Linked DNA regions of Mus musculus: all the other regions are linked to region 2. Evidence: chromatin contacts called from public HiChIP or PLAC-seq data. All regions are on one chromosome and are shown on one strand. The core of a region is the stretch at or near the end of the contact, and the rest is flanking DNA. Distances in the headings are between cores, read along the strand shown.

Region 1 (2,700 bases), core at 200-2,699, 1.6 Mb before region 2:
GGCTTTTGAAATCTCAAAGCAGCACTCCCTATCAGTGACATATTTCCTCCAACAAGGCTACACCTCCGATTCCTTCTCAAATAGTGCCCTTTTCTGATGACCAAGCATTCAAATAACAGCCTGTGAGGGCCACTCTTATTAAAATTACCACACCCATTCCCTGAGTTTCGATTTCTATGTAGAATTTCTGTGTGTTTCTTGATTGGCAAACCTTCTGCAAGGATTGGAGATAATACTTCTGACATCACCAGTCCAGTGCTTAGTACATCCAAGAAACTTATGAATGGGGGTCTGGAGATGGCACCATTGGTGACGTGTTTGCTGTGCAATTGTGGGGTTCCGAGTCTGGATCTGTAGAAACCACTTAAGAAAATAATCCGGCCTTTGCACTGCACATGCAATCCCTGCACTGGAAGGGTGGAGACAGGCTGCTCCTGGATCTCACTGGCCAACAAGTCTAGTGGGATGAATGAGCTCAAGGTTCAGTGAGGGAACCCTGCTTCAAAAATAAGGTGGAGAGTGACTGAGGAAACACGACTTGACTCCTGGTCTTCATAAGCATGCACGCACATGTATTCAAACTCGCATGCACTCATGCACAAATGAATATGTACATACAATACTACATGCCCAGAAATTCAGGAATGTTAGCATTTTTCTTAGTTTTGGACTAAGAAGGACTAAGTCTCCCTGGACCATGCATCTTGCTTCAAGAACCCTGTATTGCTGTTGTTCTTGTTGTCTAAAATGGGGTCTCACTTTGCAGCCCTGTCCTGGAACTTCTTTTGTAGACCAGGCTAGCCTTGAACACCCAGAGCTCTGACTGAAGCTGAGATTAAGGGTCAGTGTCACCATCCCTGGCTAACAGGTCATCTTAACTTCAATGGCAATAGTGTTTCGGTAGAGGGCATTGCTACCTATCCCTTGGATGCAAGAGAACAATTTGAAAAGGACCACTTGGATTTGAAGTGAGCTGTCTCAGAGGAAAAAGGGTATAGAGAAAGAAAGCTGACCTTCTGAGTTCTACTCCAGCATGCATGTTGTATTGCCGACGTTTATCTATTAAGCTTTCTTTTTAAATTCAGTTTCCTTATACCCAAAACCACTGAGTGGGTCATAAGATTGGGTAGGTTCTAGTCATCTGTGCTGGCTGTCAACTTCCATTGACAGGTCCGGGAGAGAAGATGCGTTTACAGGCTTGAACACTAGGTGGCTCTCCCGGACTGGTTTGCAGCCCCGGTAGTTGGGGATGGTGTTTCTGGCCGAGACAGGCATTTGATTGACTGTTTCTCAGGCTCTCACTCATTTTCCTCTTGCCCGCTTCTGGTAATCCTCACTCTTTTCCTAAGCCTCATTCTCTTTCCTGGGATCTCTGCTTTATTAAGAACAGACTCGTTGGATCTCCCCTCTTCACTGCTTTGTAAAGCCCAAGGGTTTTCGCTCTGCTTTTCTGCGAAGCCTCTCACAGTGTGCCGTATCTCATTTATAGTCCAATTCAGAATACCTTATATACAGTGTGGCAAGTCACAGATTTATTTGTTGAACAAAATGTTGTTACGTTTCTATTTTGTGTGCCAGAAAGGCTCGTATTTTGATGTGAAAACTCAAGCTTTTTGCCTCCACTTCATTTGGAGGAACTCTTCGGGTTAAATTGAAATTTCTCTAGTCTTTCTTTACCCAATAGAGTGTGCAGGATAGAGCATTTTTCTAAAGAGCATGTGTTCTCTATCTAAAAATCATAATAAATGTGTCCAATGTTGCTGATACTCTGGGGATGGATACCATCGTGTCCACTGTAAGGAGAAGCAGAGGGAACGAGATCTAATGACATTGAGAGGAAGGACATGAAGCTACTAAGTAGACAAATGAGACATAGGTAGATGGATGAGCCTGGCTGAGCAACCCCACTTCCATACCTCTGATGGATAAAGATTGGTCTCCCTGTGGCTTAGGGATGCCCCAGCTAAGCCAGATATCCCAGATAAGCAGTCATTACTGTCATCAAATGGAGACATAGGTGCTCATCATTTAAAACTCTCAGCTGTAATCATCAACTAATGTGCAGACTGAATATTACCAGCAACATCACTGTTTACACGTGGAGCTGACACAAGTTTTGGCACAAGCAGACTTCTTTTGCTTGGCGATGCTATTAGGAAATAGTAAGCTTGAGTGACCACTTTTGGCCATAGCTCTGCGACCTTGGAAAGGCAAGAGGTAAGTGCCACTGTATTACAGAGGAAGCTGCGGGAAGAGCCATCATAAAGACACATGGATGAGACTTTGTTCTCCTACTTCCTCCTCATGTGCCTTTCTTTTTAGAGCCAGATAACTAGGCCAGTCTTGAACTCAAGATCCTCCTGCTAACCCCCTCATTGGGCTGAGATTACTGGTAGGTATCATCGCACTGGTAATCTGATTTCTGTTTATAGGGAAGAATGGGTGTTGTGGGTTGATGTTAAAGTCAGAAATTAAATACACTGGTGAAAGTATTTTCATTTGAAAATACCTGAAACAGAAAATTCATTCAAGATAAAGTTACCTATCTTAAGATAGAGTTCAAGTATATTTAGACAAAAGCAATGTAAAGGGAAAGGAGTTTATTCTGGCCTGTACAGTGGCGTTGTTTACGGTGATGGTGTACTGGAGGCCGGCGCCATCTTTTAGGCGCCTGGCTGCCTACAAAAAAATCCACAATGC
Region 2 (2,700 bases), core at 189-2,688:
CCAGGTGCTGGCCGACTCCCGCTGAGCTGCCTCTGTTCTCCACAGTGTTGTCTGGAAGCTGCGGCTAACAACGCTGTCCACGCGGCGTGGGAATCCTCTTTCTCCTTCCACGCTACGTACCTGGCTTGAGCTGTAGGTTCTGGGGAAACCCTCCTCTCAGGGACCAGTCCAGACTGGGTTGCCTCTGCTCGCTGTCGCTGCCGCGCCTTCCTCGCTGCGATCCCATCAGGACCATGGAGGAATTCTTCCATTGCCCTCCCGCTCAGGGCGACTTGTACTCCGGAATTTCTGGCCTGGCGCCTTTCGGGTGAGCTCAGAGACGAACCAGTCTCCCTGCCGGTTCGAGATTACCCGAGAAGAGAGGATCCGATTGTCCCGGAGCTGCAAATCGATTTCTCTGTCCCCGCCTTCATCCTCCTCTCCTTCCCCCTAGCCTCTGGGTTTGTTTATGTAGCATCTGGCAGCCGCGAGGCAGTGGCCACTACCTTCCGGCCGTGACTCGCCCTCCCCTCCCGGCTTCTAGGCTCCCGCACGTGGTAGACACCAGTATCATCGCCAGCAGGCAGGAGACAGCCAGCGGGAGGCGGACCCCTGGGTGCCAGCTCCACGCGCGTTCTCGCCGTCCTCACTCATCCTCCGCGCGCCCTCTCCCACTTGCCTGTAAAGCCCGGTCACACTTGACATTCGCCGCCTGCCATCCGTCCCTTGCCGTGAAGTGGAGATCAGAAATACTGCCCTGGGGGTGCTGGTGATGCTTCGCTGGGTTCGTTCAGTTGCTGGAAAAGAATGGTAACATGAACAGTGGAGCGTGAGAGCGTCAGCAGAGGAAGGGGGCGAGATTGATGGGTAGAGAGCACACTTCTCTGAGGCTCTCATTCCCAGGACTGCACTTGGAGGAAGGGACGTCTTTGCGCCTGCACTTCCTGGCTGGACTCCGCTGACATCTGTAGCCTCCTTCCAGCCAGGTTCCCAGGTCGCCTAGATGCTGCCTGCAGAGGAGTGTTCTGACGGCGCATGAAGATCCAGGAGTTTGTGAACCCCTATCCAAACATAGTTCTGACCTGGTTATGGTGTCCCTGGATCTTGCCTGACAAGCTGGCTTCCAAGGGAGTTGAACTTGAGTTCAGGTGGGTTATCCCAAAGCAAGCAAATAAAAAGCTGTTCGGGGAAGATAAGGAAGGTGTTGTGCCAATGTCAAAAGCGGACACTTTTCTTCCAGACACTTGACTGGACCAAGCCACTCCCTCCCATTCAGTTCTCGCTTTTCATCTCCGACTCTACATCCCGGACCTCCCACACTAAGGGCGGGGGATGGTGGGCAAACAGCGACAGACAAACACCTCCTATTTACTGATAGATCTAGCATGCTCTCGACTTCCTCATAACTTACCATTATTCTATGAAACGATCGTATTTACTCCACTGCTTTATATTAATGGAGGTCAATAGATTTAACGATTTCCTCAGTTGACTCGTTTATTTCTAAGCCAATAGATAATGCCGTCGTCATAGTTTTCTGGGGGAAAGTAACTGTGCGTTTGTTCTGCAGATGGCCAACTCCCTCTGAACCCTGCAGATTGGTGCTGAGCACACAACAAAAGTTTTTTGCTTCCCCTCAGTTTCTGGTGCTTCCCAGGAAAGAGGAAAGGACTTTGGCATTAAACTCAAGAAGTAGTCTGGGAGACATCTCTAACTTTTCTCCATTGTTATCCTTTGCAATGAAGAGGAAACAGAAGAGGTTTCTGCAAATGACTTTGTTATTCACCGTGGCTTTAATTTTCCTGCCCAACATTGGTCTCTGGTCTTTGTACAAGGATAAACACCTGGTGAAATCTGCAGAACCCGCGGAGCATCAGGTAAGTACCAGTCAGGGCAAGGGGGCCAGGAGAATGGGTTAGATATGCACTGTTTGGGGGCATATAGAGAAAAAGTATAAGGAGTTTCTCCCAAGTCCTCATAGGACTGAATACAGGGACTTTGTGGACTTTGGGCTTTGAGCAGGTCCTGGTTTGCAGCTCATGACACGGTGAATGGTGAATGGAACATAAAATGAGAAAGAATCCAAGGTCAAGAAGAGAAGGTATATACTCTTCCAATTGGTCAGTGATTAATTTTTTGACTTGAAGGGGGCAGGGTGGAAAGGAGTCAGAAGTGCTTTGGTACAAGTTCAATTACAGGGATTGGTTTCTGCCTTCTGTCTTGTGTGCGTGTCTGTATTAAGTGCATCTGGCCAACTAAGTTATTCAGATTTTAAAGTGGTTTTCCAAAATCAATCATTTGCATATATATGTATATATATGAAAAGATTCTTATCCTGTGGAAACTTAAACTTTGTCTTTTGTTTCCTCTGTTCCTAATGTGGTCTGGTAGGTTAATTGCTAGAGACAATTATTAAGAATCTATATTCAATCCCCCACCTCCAACATTTGATAACTTTGTTGCTAAAAGCCTTCCCTCATGTGCTAAACAGGCTGTGTGATATTTTGCCTTCCTTCTACTTAGCATGTAACTATTAGTATGCTTATGTTTGCAGTAAGAGTTAATCCTGTGTCTAGGTAACTCTCATAGAGAGTAAGAATACCAACTATCCTTCACAAAATGCTGATGGAAATCAGTAGTGCTGTTTTTCTGCTGATTAGCAAATACAGCATGTATTTTTTTAAAGAAGAAAAACTTTGAACAAGGGATTACAGCCTACTT
Region 3 (2,700 bases), core at 98-2,597, 1.5 Mb before region 2:
GCTTTATTTTCCATCAGAGAAAGCTATCTCCCCAAAGCAGGGTTTGTGAAAATAGCATATAACATAGGAGAGGTAGGGTTTATATAGCTCCCCAAACCTGCAAGCCTTGGGGTTCCTAGGGGTTGAGAGATTTTCAGGAGGATTTTGTCTTTGTAGGAACTTGATAGAACATTTCAACATTATTTGGCAGAACATCTTGTCAGGATGTATTCAAGGTATGAGTCAAACTCCCATAGTCACATCTAGAAACAGTTTAAAACATGGTCAACTTGAACTCTGCAGAACACAGAAATGAACACATTTTGACCTTATAACAAAATGGCTTGCATCTTTAAGATGGAGTCAAGCTGGTCCATCAATGTCTTCATAGCAGAAAACAAAAGGAAATGAATGTTGAATGTATATACACAGAAGATAGCTTCTGGTGCTTTTTTGAAAGAAACTGACTTTTACATACTCTGCTTATCCAGATCTTTCATTAAAAGCTGCTCCTTTTAAAAATAATTTTTTAATTGAAGAAGTATTTTCCTTACAATTTATTTCATTCACACTTTCCTCCTGTATCTCCTCCCAAAGTACTCCCACTTCCTACTTATTCAACTCTATGCCTTCTTCCTCTCTTTCTTTAGAAAACAAACAGGCAAGCTGAAAAAAACAAAAGCCCCCAAAACATAGACATGTATTCACACAGATAGACAGGCACTCAGACAGAAAGAGAGACAAAGAAAGACAGACACACAGACACACACCAAAAACAAAGCCCATAAAAACACAAAACCAAAAACTCTAATATAAAAGCAAATAACTAGTAATATTTAAAAAAATGCAGAAGCAGCTGAAACTCCTTCTTCATAAAGCCACCTGAAAGGCCTTTTACAAAACTTATAAAGCTGGGAAATTTGTTGTCTGTCAGTATGAATTCAACAAGAACTGCACAGACAGTTTCAGAATCTGTCTTAAGAAGAAGCCAGGAGTCAATAATCAATCCAGAGAATCGAGAAGGTGTAAGTTTTCTGTCTTAATTATGGCATTACAAGTGTGCAGCGTAACACCTACATTACCTTGATGAATATTTTCATGAGGTTTCCATACTGTAAATTTAACAGCAAGCAGATTGCTATCACTAACAGTGTCATTTCTCCTTAGAAATGTAACACAGTTTTGTGAAAAAAAAAACTAGATCATTATTAACACCACACAACATTTACACATTTTCTATATTTCATGTTTTAAATTCATTTCTTTATGGTGTTTCAAAGACACAGCAAACAGCAAAGCAGCGAAGGTGTTCAGCTCTGTCAATTTTCAGTATGTCTGGTCTTCTCTAGATGGCAGTCAAACTACAGAGATTCGCGATGTGGATGTGGGATGTGGATGCTTTCTTGAATGCCACACTGAACAAGCTCCAGCGCTTCCACAGCAGTTGTTTGCTTGTCACTCTCTTCAAATAATGGTGAAGGGAATATTGAACTCACGAAAGCGACATAGCTGTGATGCAATGGCAGGGACTACTGCAAATGATGCTCATCATATGGCTGCACACTGGGACAAGTAGGCAAAGGACATGCAGGGCCTAGGGAAGGTGACAGAAAATCAGATTCAAAGACAAAAATCTGACCTCATTCTATGTTGACAGCTATCACAAGGTTTCGTATTTGGCCCAGACTTAGAAACCTGAGCCCGTCATCCTTATGTGAAGAGGAATAGATATTTGGAAGCATGTGCACACAGATTGTGTATGAGAAAAAAATGCAAGCACTATATTTCTTTATGAGAAGCATCTGACACCTTCTAAAATATGATTAAGAGCAAAATCTCACTCACTAATGCATCAGTTTCAGAAAACCCTAGTGCAATGCCAGGTTACATGAAATCTGGGAATTCTGCTCTTCAACTAAAAAATAATTGTGCTTCAAAATAAGAATGTTTAAGGCTCAAATTTAAAATAAATTTTTGTTTGTTAGTCTTGAGGAAAATTGATTCTATATCACGTACTTAACAAATGTAACTTTATAGTTTTTGAGGTAGAATCTCACCATGAAGCTCAGTCAAGCTTGAACTCTTGATCCATTTGCTTCCGCTTGTCCAGTGTGGTGACCATTTGCATGCAGGTCACACTTTAACTATGGTTCAGTTTGTTTTAAGACAGGACCACACTATGTAGATTAGGCTGGCCTGGAACTTGCTATGTAGACTAGAACGGACTTAAATTTGCAGTGTCCTTTCTACCTCTGCCTCCAGAATGTTGTGAATACACTTGTGTACTACTACAACCAGCATAAAAAATGCTTCTTTCCTTTTGAATTTATTTTATGTTATGTGTATGAATGTTTTGCTGATGTGTATATATGTGTGTCACCCTGGCCCATTCAAGTTCACAATCACAGCAAAGCCAACATTGAAGGTCAGAGTGTTTTTTTTTTTTTTTTTTTTTTAATCTCCTACACAGTACATGGTATTTATCTTTCACCAAAAGAGTGAAGTTCCCATCTTTTTAGATTAAAGAATGAGATATAAAGAAACTCAAACACTGACCATTTGGGAATGATAGCTGTATCATATTGAGGAAGTTTTTATTTTATTTTTTGATAAAGAGCAGTAGGAAATTGGAAGAAAAAATTAAATAACAATGAATGTTGTTCTATGGGGAATGTTACAGACTTAGGGAGGAAGTTCTCTGAAAAATGAAAAAGGCAAACA

The links. HiChIP or PLAC-seq counts read pairs in DNA pulled down with a chosen protein or histone mark.
Region 1: a contact with region 2 is called in an H3K27ac HiChIP or PLAC-seq map of SST interneurons, with 21 times the contacts expected there. The contact joins the enhancer-like site here to the promoter of BC030500 in region 2. A contact is called at or near these places in 16 of 39 promoter capture datasets (the 3T3-L1 cell line, the C10 cell line, the HPC-7 cell line and 10 more), 2 of 484 Hi-C or Micro-C datasets (cortical neurons and forebrain), 6 of 115 datasets of contacts at active chromatin or transcription factors (SST interneurons, VIP interneurons, embryonic forebrain and 3 more) and 2 of 9 other capture datasets (embryonic stem cells and pancreatic islet).
Region 3: a contact with region 2 is called in an H3K27ac HiChIP or PLAC-seq map of SST interneurons, with 21 times the contacts expected there. The contact joins the enhancer-like site here to the promoter of BC030500 in region 2. A contact is called at or near these places in 7 of 39 promoter capture datasets (cranial neural crest, embryonic stem cells, frontonasal cranial neural crest and 4 more), 7 of 115 datasets of contacts at active chromatin or transcription factors (SST interneurons, VIP interneurons, embryonic forebrain and 4 more) and 1 of 9 other capture datasets (embryonic stem cells).

The regions. Positions count from the first base shown.
Region 1 is chr8:60,465,645-60,468,344 of GRCm38.p6, reverse strand. No RefSeq gene overlaps it. Among named protein-coding and RNA genes, the nearest start is that of Aadat, 39 kb to the left of the region's middle. Within about 2 kb of position 1,449, at least 10 of the 459 cell types and tissues checked have an H3K27ac peak or open chromatin away from gene starts, as enhancers often do. A contact at or near this core is called in SST interneurons and VIP interneurons, where this site is marked.
Region 2 is chr8:58,910,493-58,913,192 of GRCm38.p6, reverse strand. BC030500 (cDNA sequence BC030500) reads right to left here and starts at 1,438. Exons shown (of 3, transcript NM_173411.2): 1 at 1,391-1,438; 2 at 659-776; 3 at 1-333. The coding sequence starts at 684. It overlaps Galntl6 (UDP-N-acetyl-alpha-D-galactosamine:polypeptide N-acetylgalactosaminyltransferase-like 6), which reads left to right and starts at 1,566. Exons shown (of 12, transcript NM_175032.3): 1 at 1,566-1,856. The coding sequence starts at 1,719.
Region 3 is chr8:60,443,843-60,446,542 of GRCm38.p6, reverse strand. No RefSeq gene overlaps it. Among named protein-coding and RNA genes, the nearest start is that of Aadat, 61 kb to the left of the region's middle. Within about 2 kb of position 1,347, at least 6 of the 459 cell types and tissues checked have an H3K27ac peak or open chromatin away from gene starts, as enhancers often do. A contact at or near this core is called in SST interneurons, where this site is marked.